Linked DNA regions of Capsicum annuum: region 1 is linked to region 2. The links are chromatin contacts, called in public Hi-C maps. All regions are on one chromosome and are shown on one strand. Each heading gives the region's core, a stretch centred on a gene start, on an enhancer-like site or on the middle of the called end of the contact. The rest is flanking DNA. Distances are from core to core; before and after follow the strand shown. Region 1 holds the start of LOC107877798 (chitinase domain-containing protein 1). Region 2 holds the start of LOC107877796 (cyclic nucleotide-gated ion channel 1).

The links. A called contact is a pair of places that touch in the nucleus more often than the background predicts.
Region 1: a Hi-C map of leaf shows a contact between it and region 2, with 2.3 times the contacts expected there. The contact joins the promoter of LOC107877798 here to the promoter of LOC107877796 in region 2. A contact is called at or near these places in 3 of 5 Hi-C or Micro-C datasets (bud, leaf and placenta).

What each region holds. Positions count from the first base shown.
Region 1 is chr5:149,101,669-149,106,818 of UCD10Xv1.1, reverse strand. LOC107877798 (chitinase domain-containing protein 1) reads left to right here and starts at 2,921. Exons shown (of 8, transcript XM_016724525.2): 1 at 2,921-3,235; 2 at 3,323-3,396; 3 at 4,727-4,807. The coding sequence starts at 2,957.
Region 2 is chr5:148,592,696-148,597,678 of UCD10Xv1.1, reverse strand. LOC107877796 (cyclic nucleotide-gated ion channel 1) reads left to right here and starts at 3,341. Exons shown (of 9, transcript XM_016724523.2): 1 at 3,341-3,508; 2 at 4,135-4,206; 3 at 4,529-4,983. The coding sequence starts at 4,175.

The DNA.
Region 1 (5,150 bases), core at 1,672-4,171, 510 kb before region 2:
CAATCATCATATGCAACATATTTCAACATGAACAAAACAACCCTCTCTTTGAAAGTCAAAAACCATATCCAAATCATGATATTTTTAAGACATTTCATGACATGCATTTCAAGATGATTTCAAACGATTCATATCATGTGAAAACTTAAAACAATATCATATCAAGAGAAGGGTTCCGTGTAATCATACTCTTAACTTATCATCATTATGAAACACATGCATATCCATATATAATATATCAAATCACATTGGAATTAGGTCTAAAGACCAAATCAATATCATAAAACGTTTAAAACATAATCATATTCGTAATTTCAAAACCCCCATTTTGAAAACATGATTTTTTAAAGCCCATGAGATTTTTTAGATAACCCCACGTACCTCTATATGCGAAGATTATAGGTGCTTCTTGAAGCCTACATTCTGGGGTTTCCAAATATGGGATTAGTTTCTAAAACCCCTGGTTGAATCTTAAGTTGCTTAGTTTTTTATTTTGAAACCCTAAGGAGAATCTTTGAGCATTTTTGATGAATGAAGGTGTATTTTTGGGTCTTTGGAACTAAATTTCGTGTTTAGGGCTAAGTAAGGGTGGAAAAGGACCATTTTGCCCCAAAAATGGAGTGTTTAAGTCACTTGAAACCTTTACATAGGCGCCGCCTATGCCATCGCCTATGTTTACATAGGCGCCACCTAGGCTATCGCCTATGTTTACATAGGCGCCACCTATGCTATCGCTTATGCTTTCCAGTGGCCATATGCGATTGGTTAGGCGACGCATATTACTTCAAAAGGCCATAACTTCTTGCTCGTGTGCCGGATTTTAGCAAAATTGGTATCGTTGGAAAGCTAACTCGAAGACCTATCATTTGACTCATAATAGGCTCTCTAATTCGACATATACAGAGAGTTATGGTCGATGGAAGCTGACACAAATTACAACATCTACTAAAACTTAATCGATCAAAATAGTTTCGACTCGTCCTTGAGTTGAAGGACCTCTATGGTCTAAATTCAAGCTTGAATGGATTCACATACTACACAAATAATTAACATGCCATATTAGCATAGGATTTATGGATTCGATATTATCAACGCATCGGAATCATGGTCTATATTGTAGCCTGAAATGCGGGGCGTTACAAGGTCACTCGACTACTGAGGCCATTCACCTTGTGAGAAGATTAATGGAGTAGTTTCGGGAGAGGAAGAAACACTTGGGCATGGTATTCATTGATCTTGAGAATACATATGACAATGTCTCTAGGAAGATTCTGTGGATATGCTTAGAGGCTAGAGGGATGCCCGTGGTGTATACTAAGTTTATTCCAAACATGTATGATGGTGCGAAGACTCGTGTGAGGACAGTAGGTGGAGATTCAAAGCACTTTTCTATTTTGATAGGGTTGCACCAGGGATTGACTCTTAGCCTATTTTTATTTGTCTTGGTGATGGATGTTTTGACGCAACATATTCAGGAGGAGGTGCCTTCGTGTATGTTATTTACTGATGATGTTGTAGTTATTGATGAGAGTTGGGGAGGAGTTAATGATATGTTGGATATTTGAAGATAGAACCTTGAGTATAAAGAATTTTGGTTGAGCAGGATCAAGATAGAGTACTTGAAATGCAAGTTTAGAGATCCGTCACAGAAGGCTGACGTGGTAGTGAAGCTGGATTCTCATTCTATTCAGAAGAGGAATAGTTTCAAGTATTTGGGGTCTATGATTCAGGGAAATAGTGAAATTGACCAGGATGCCACACATCGTAGTAGTGTAGGGTGGTTGACATGGAGGCTCCTTTAGGAGTCTTATGTGATAAGAGGGTGTCTCCGAAGCTTAAAAGATAAGTTCTACAGAGTGACAGTCCGACCAACTATTGTATGGATCGTTGTGTTGGCCAGTGAAGAACTCCTACATTCAAAATTTAAAGGTGGCGAGGATAAGGATATTGCGATGGATGTGAGGCCTTACCAAGAGAGATACACTTAGGAATGAGATTATTCTGGAGAAGGTAAGAGTGGTTTCAGTGCAGGACAATATGCGAGAAATAAGATTACGTTGGTTCGAACACGTGATGAAGAGGGACTCGGATGCTCCAGTACGGAGGTGTGAGATGCTACATATAGATGGTTTTAGGTAGGTCGAAGAAATATTGAAGGAAGGCGATTAGACATGATACAGAGTAGTTACATCTTACGGAGGACATAACCCTTAATAGAAAGGCGTGGAGGTCGCAGATTAGAGTTAGGGGGTAGGAGTGCATTTGTAACAGTAGGGGGAGTACTTTGTTTGCGTATGGAATTCCTTGTTCGTGGTTCGGTGATGTCTATGATTTCGAATAGATAGTTTATAGTATTACCTTGTGGTTGTATTCTTCGTTGTATTAGCTAGCAGTGTTAGTTTATTTTGCATACTATATTGGTTTATATGCTTTTATGTTTGTGTTTGATATACTATTATTTGTCCTGAGTCGAAGGTCTATCGAAAACAATCTCTCTACTTCACTAAGATAGCGGTATGATCTGCGTACAATTTACTCTCCCAAGACCCCACTATGTGGGAATACAATGGGTATGTATTTGGTGTAAGTTGTAAAAACTTGTCCAATTTGTGAAGTCAAAAGATTTATCATATTTTACAATATTATTCTTATCATTAAATGACTATATAAGATATCAATACTGAAATTTTAATTTTCAAAGCATAACTAAAAAAGTTAATTTTGTAAATTAAATCAGTAATAAATGTGTTGTTAATAAAAATGTCAAACTGATTAGAGAAAAAATAAATAAAATCCAAATTCTATATTTTTAAATAATTTGAATCAAATTTATTTTAATTGTTCTTATGTGATTCGACGTGTCCACTAATCAATAGATTAATTAGCTTGCTTTTACATAATTTGACATGGTTGAAAGGGTAAATTTCTCGCAGCAGTTGTGTTCGATAAAAAAAGAATGGCCAAGAAGAGAAGCAAACAAGTGGTTTCTGCGAGCTCGAGCCAACGATCCCAACCACTCAAGCCCTCATCACGCAGCTCAGTAAAGTCTCACACAAATCGACAGCGTGGGGTCACCACCACCTTCTGCATTTTATTCTTCATCGTTTCTTTACTAATTTACCGTCAAAAGTACTCCAACACTGCTTCTACTACTGTTGTTGATGATGCTGACAAGCCTTATGTTTACCAACGCGCCCTCGTTAAAACCGATTCAACTTACAGTGATATTCTCAATGTAACATATTCTTACCCTCCCCCAATTTGATTTCTTTTCGTTTTGTATGTTTTTTTTAATTATTTGGTGAGTTTTCAAGACTTGCAGGAGAATACTAACGTTTCGGAAAATATTAGTCGGCGGCATTTTGAAAATCCCATTCTGGCCTATATCACTCCATGGTATTTGCATTTGTTCTACACTTTGTTGAATCGTGTTTAATTATTCTTGATTTGTATATGTTGAAATCCACCTTTTCCTTTTATCTTTGTGATGTTTGGTGTTAGAAGATTAGAAAATCTTAATTTGTTTTGGACTCTAAAGAAATTGTCGTATTTGAGGAAAGTAGTTTTTGAAGTAAAAAATGATATTTCAGAATTGGAGCTGTGTCAATACAAATTGGAGTTCTTTTTGAGTTGTTGTGATTAATTTGGAGTGGAAAAAAAGCGAAAACAACTTTTTGGTGTTTTAAAAATTCCTAAAATTCCAAAATTCAACTTCAATTCCCCATTTTTCCGGAATCTTATACCCAGATGTGTTTGTCGGAGTTCAACTTGGCCAAATTCCCCCTGAATCGATCTAGAATATAATACATGGTATGGGTAATCTTCAAAATATCATGTACTTAAACAAGAAACTGTTTTAGAGTTGCATTTCAACTAAGTCTTGATAGAGGAGAATGGTTGTAGTTGGTTGACAACTAATCTAAAAGTAGTTGTTGATACAATCCAAGGAGAACCACACCCGAAAGCTAGCTATTGAGGTGGGAGAAATCAACCTATATAAGCTCCACATCAACTCCCCATGTAGTCGATGTAGGACTTAAGTCCTATACCTTGCAACAGGATCACAACAAACCACCACGCTCTGTATTCGTCGTCCTCAGTGGCTCCACCCTAGGTAGCTTTTACTCTACCACAATTAGGTAGGTGTTAGTCATGGATGAAAGCTGCAATATTGGTGTCACCATCCATGGCACTTTCGGGATGGAGGGTGGTGGGTCGCTTTGATACCATCAACACAATCCAAGGAGAACCACAACCCCAAAGCTAGAGCCCATGGCTATATACGCCCCACATGAACTCCCCATTTAATCGAAGTGGGAATCAAGTCCCATACCTTTCAATAAGTTTATAACAAATATAATAAATCCTCATAGGAGGAATGAGTATAAAGACTTCATTAGTCGGTCCCAACTATTGTGTAGTTTTTCTTTTCTTTTCTTTTTTTTTAAATAAAGGGACTATTTTCTGAGGGGAATGTTTGTCAATGTTTGGAGGATTCAAGTGATGGGATAAATGTGATGAAATTTAGAACTTAGAAGTTTGGGTATGGAGAACTTTTCCTAGCTTGTTTCTGTTCATTTTTGCATTAAATTATATTGAATAGAAAATTCTTAGAAGTGCCAATACCTCTTCTCCAACCTTGCTAACTGCTAAAAAGATATTGTTTTGATACTGATAGATATAGTTTTGGATTCTACAGTTCATGATGGTATGATCAATGGTGCAGGAATTCAAAAGGCTATGACCTGGCAAAGAAGTTCAGTTCTAAAATCACACATCTGTCACCTGTTTGGTATGATCTGAAGAAGTAAGTGAACTCATGATCACCTTAACTGTATATAGTAAGTGTACCTTGGAGATGCGTTGTAGCATTTGCAGTTAGCTGAAACTAAGTGATATCTTGCTATTCAACTGGCTCGGTGACATTTCCCATGAGATGATAATATCAAAAACCTAATCCTTCCCTTGAGAACCGAGACTAGACTATTATCCTTAGTTTTATTTTGTTGTTTTTCTCTATCTCCACCAGGTCCTGCTTCTATCAAATAAATGAAAACAATGAATCAAAGTTTAATTTATTATAGGAATGAGTACTGCTTTAGCAGGACTTCAACATCAGGAATACTTTTCAATCCTTTATGATCAAAAAA
Region 2 (4,983 bases), core at 2,092-4,591:
CTTATGATCATCTTAGAGTCTTTGATTGTAAAGCATTTATGCATGTTTCTAAAGATGAAAGGTCAAAGTTGGATGTTAAAACTAGACAGTGTATCTTTATTGGTTATGTTCAAGATGAATTTGGCTATCGTTTCTATGATCCAGAGAAGAAACTTATTAGAAGTCGTGATGTTGTGTTCTTTGAAGACCAAATAATTGAAGATTTTGACAAAGCTGAGAAGGTTGATTCTTAAAGTAAAGAGAGTCTAGTTGATGTTGATCCAGTTCCTTTGACTATTGCTCCTGAAGAAAATCTTCATGATGATTAAAATCAAGTTGATAATGAAGATGATGATAATGTTCAGAATGACCAGTATGATATTGTTGATGCTCCAATGCAAGTTGATATGGTTGATCAGCAACCAGTTGTTGATGTTCTAAAGAGTTCTCACAGATGATCTACTAGAGAGAGAATACTTTCATCTTGTTATTCTTCCAATGAGTATGTACTCTTGACTGACGGGTGAGAACCTGAGAGTCTTGATGAGGCTATGGAAAGTGAAGAAAAATAAAAGTTGTTTGATGTTATGGAAGATGAGATTAAATCTTTGCATGATAATCATACCTTTGATTTGGTTAAGTTGCCTAAAGACAGAAAAGCTTTGAAAAATAGGTGGGTTTTTCGGGTGAAACATGAAGATGGTAACCCAATTCTATGGTACAAAGCTAGACTGGTTGTGAAAGGATTTAACCATAAAAAGAGAGGTGATTTTGATGAGATATTCTCTCCATTTGTGAAGATGTCATCCATTCGTATGGTTCTAGGCTTAGTTGCAAGTCTAGATTTAGAGATTGAGCAAATGGATGTTAAAACTGCTTTTCTCCATGGTGACTTAGATGAAAAAATCTATATGGAGCAACCCAAAGGTTTTGAAGTCAAGAGAAAAGAGAATTATGTTTGCAAATTGAAGAAGAGCTTGTATGTTTGAAACAAGCTCCTAGGTAGTGGTACAGGAAGTTTGGTTCCTTTATGAGTCAGCAGGGCTTCAAGAAGACTACTTCAGACCATTGTGTTTTCGTTCAAAAATTCTCTGATGGGGACTTTATTATTGTTTTGCTTTATGTTGATGACATGCTTGTTGTTGGTCATAATGCTTGTAGAATTCAAAAGTTGAAACAAGAGTTGAGTAAGTCTTTTTCTATGAAAGACTTAGAACTAGCAAAGCAGAATCTTGGCATGCAGATTGTCCGTGATAGAAAGGCCAAAAAATTGTGGTTATCACAAGAGAAGTACATTCAGAAAGTACTTCGAAGGTTTAACATGGACAAGGCTAAGGTTGTCAGTACACCTTTAGCTATGCACTTTAAGTTGAGCACGAAGCAGTGTTCTTCCAGTGATGATGAGAAGGAAGATATGAAGAAAGTTCCTTATGCTTCAATTGTTGGTAGTTTGATGTATGCAATGATTTGCACAAGATCGGATATTACTCATGTTGTTGGTGTTGTTAGTAGTTTTCTTTCTAATCTGGGAAGAGAACATTGAAATGTTGTGAAGTGGATTATAAGATATCTTTGTGGCACTTCTAGTCTGAGTTTGTGTTTTGGTAAAGGGAAGCCTATTCTTTGTGGTTATACTGATTTAGATATGACTGGTGATGTTGATACTCAAGTCTACTTCAGAGTATTTGGTTACTTTTGCAGGGGGAGTTGTGTCTTGGCAATCTAGGTTGCAAAAATGTGTTGCTCTATCTACTACAAAAGCTAAACTTATTGCTACCGTTGAAGCTTGTAAAGAATTGCTTTGGATGAAGAGATTCTTGGGGAAACTTGGTTGTGCTCAAGAGAGGTATGTGCTTTTATTGCGACAGTCAAAGTTCTATATATCTTGGCAAGAATTCTACATTTCATGGTCGGTCTAAACACATTGATGTGAGATACCATTGGATTCGGGATGTGTTGGATTCTAAGTTGCTTAAACTTGAGAAGATTCATACGAATAATAATGATTCTGACATGATGACTAAAGATTTTCCAAGAGGGAAGTTTGAAGATTGTTGCATGACCGCCGGGATGACGGTCTCCTCCACATAGTCCGGAGGGGGAGAATTATTGGGTCATGGATTTTTTTTCCTTTCTATGTGGATAAATGAAGCCCAATTTGGACCAACCCACTTTTGCCCATAGGCTCATTACTATAGGGCATATATATTGATATTTTTTAGGTCTTATTCACAATCCACAAAAGAGTTTTTCAGCAGCCAAAGTGAGAAAACAAAGCTGATTTTTGCACCTAAAATTTCAGCCACAGAAGTCAACTTCAAATTGCGATTTTCGCTTTGTTTCTTGTCCGATTGAGCTGATTTTTTGACATTTTATTCCTCTCATCTCAATCTTTGATTAGAAACTGACGGAGGTGGATTTGATGGCCTTTAACTCCTGTTCTTCATTTTCGAACAGTAGCTGCATTTTTTGTGTTTGTGCTTCTTTTTATTCTCTAGTTTAGTGCTATCTTTGTTGTGTTGTTGCTCGTTGTTTGGCACTTGTTTGGTGGCAATTTTGGAGAACAATATTGTAACTCTTTGGTGATTGTGGTGGAGATTTTGGTCCCGTAATTTTTTACTCTTCACACACTGAAGAGTTTTCCACGTAAATTTGGTGTCTCTTGTTCTTGGTTTTATTCTTGTGTTATCGTATTTGTGTGGTGATTTATTTGTTGTTATGTTACTTTGTTTTGCTTGATTTGCTTGTCTCCTCTTGGTTCAAATTGAGAGGAAAAGTTTAGACTTAGGTATTCTTCCGCTGCTATCCTGTCGGACTTTTTGATTGTGCCTTTGCCTTTCCCAACACAAATTCCTATTTAAAAAAAATTGTACCTTTTTTTTTGGTTTTTCATGTTTTTGGTGTCTGTATGTAATTTGACTAGATCTGATATGGAGTGGGATTAGGAAGAATAAACATTGGGATTAGGAAGAATAAACATTCTCTAATAAAGGTGACTTGTATCCAATAGGTACGAACTCAAAAAAATTATTTAAGAATGAAAAGAAATACTTTCGTTTAAAAAAGAATTACCTATTTTTCTTATTAATTTATTTCAAAAAGAATGATTCATTTTTTTTTATAATACTTTAATTTCAACTTGACACATGATATGTTTAAAATTATAAAATTAAAAAGATATTTTGATGCATTTGATATAACTTTAATTTATTATTATAAGATTTATTTTTATTTTTATTTTTATTTTAAATGTCGTATTCGTTTTGAAACGGAGTGTGTAATATCTTTTGCTAGAGCTCTTCATTGACTTTTGACTTTTCTTCCACCAAGTCTACGCAGTTTCTTCCCTTTGGAAAAAGACCGAATCTTCCTTCCAATTAACGCAGTGTCGGCCTTTTCATAGAAATATCCAGGAACTTTCTTAAGCAGAAAAAATTGATCACACATATGTTACTGCCTACTTGTCCTAAAGTTCACTTCATTATTTCTTGACTCGCCCTGCAGCTGTAGATTATGTCCATTAGACTATGTAAGTTTCTATCTGCTCAAGTTATTGTTTTTTATATACTTGTATCCATACGTTTTTTTTAAAGTTAGATTTAGGTCCGTGGACCATTTTTTATTTATTCAAGCATATGTACAGCAAAAGGCCGAATGCCAAAAAAATCCAAACGGAAAATAAAGAGGTACTAGTTTTGGTTTTAGTTCCTTTTATATCAGTTTTGATGTGTTAAGTATTTGTCCTAATTTTCTTACAATATCCCAATTCATTTAGTCGAAGGGCAGGCAAAACACTTTTGTAAGTGGTATCTCTTCATGCTCCTTCTCATGACTTCATAACATGGAGAAATATTCTTTGATATTTTTCATATTTTTACTAGTAAATTATTGAGTTAGAGAATTCCTGGATATACCATTATATATCTTTTTGAATAAATTTTCGTTTTTCTAGTACTTGAATTGTAATTACAACCACTACGTCTCACTCCAGAACAAGTTGAGGATACTTGAACTATAATTCCGACTTCAAATTTTGCACTATTCACTTTCACATTCACGTCTTTCATTTGGAATGTTTTTCCCTTTCGCCCTATAATATGTTTTTGTAGTTAATGTAAGCTAGTTACTATTGTTGATCATTCTGTTTTTCAACAGAGCTGAAATTTCTGAGCATCCAGTATAACAGAAGCTCAATATGATTAATCTCAAGCAGGACAAATATGTAAGGTTAGTTCAATCAGCCTTCCATACCAAGTAATGTGCAATTAATTATTTTTGTTTTGACTTATTGAATAGCGGCATGAGCTAAAAAGATCTATTATCAGAGGCTGACATAAATATCATGATACGATTCGAGCTACATGCAAGAAGAATTAATGCTAAAAGATAAATTAATCGATGAAACTAACAAGATAGGACCACAATGGGAAGTGAATAACAAAAAGAATCTTATTAGACCCTAATTTGATCTTTTTTGTAACAATTTGGTACATGAACCAACTAATTTTGGATTTGTATTAATCTTTTTGCTTGTTTTATATGTACTTAGGTTTGAGGACCGGAAGTCAGAACAATCATCATTTAGCATTGACGGTCAAAATTCTCAGGATAATAGGCATTTTCATGTCAGAAAACCGTCGTTTAGCTCGTTAATGAGCAGCTTCAAAAGAAGGCTAGAGAGGGGTTCTGAAAGAATTAGTAGCTTGAGAAAATCAATTCGAGTCTATCCTATAACTGATAAGCCAACAAAAGATCAATCTGTCGCATCAAAGATGAAAGTTCTTGATCCTCAGGGGAGATTTCTTCAGCAATGGAACAAAGTATTTGTACTAGTTTGTGTAATTGCGGTGTCATTGGATCCGTTGTTCTTCTATATTCCTGTCATTGACAATGAAAATAAGTGTCTCGATTTGGACAAGACGTTAAAGATCACTGCTTGTGTTCTGCGTTCTATCACTGATCTTTTCTATATTAATCACATTATCTTGCAATTTCATACTGGCT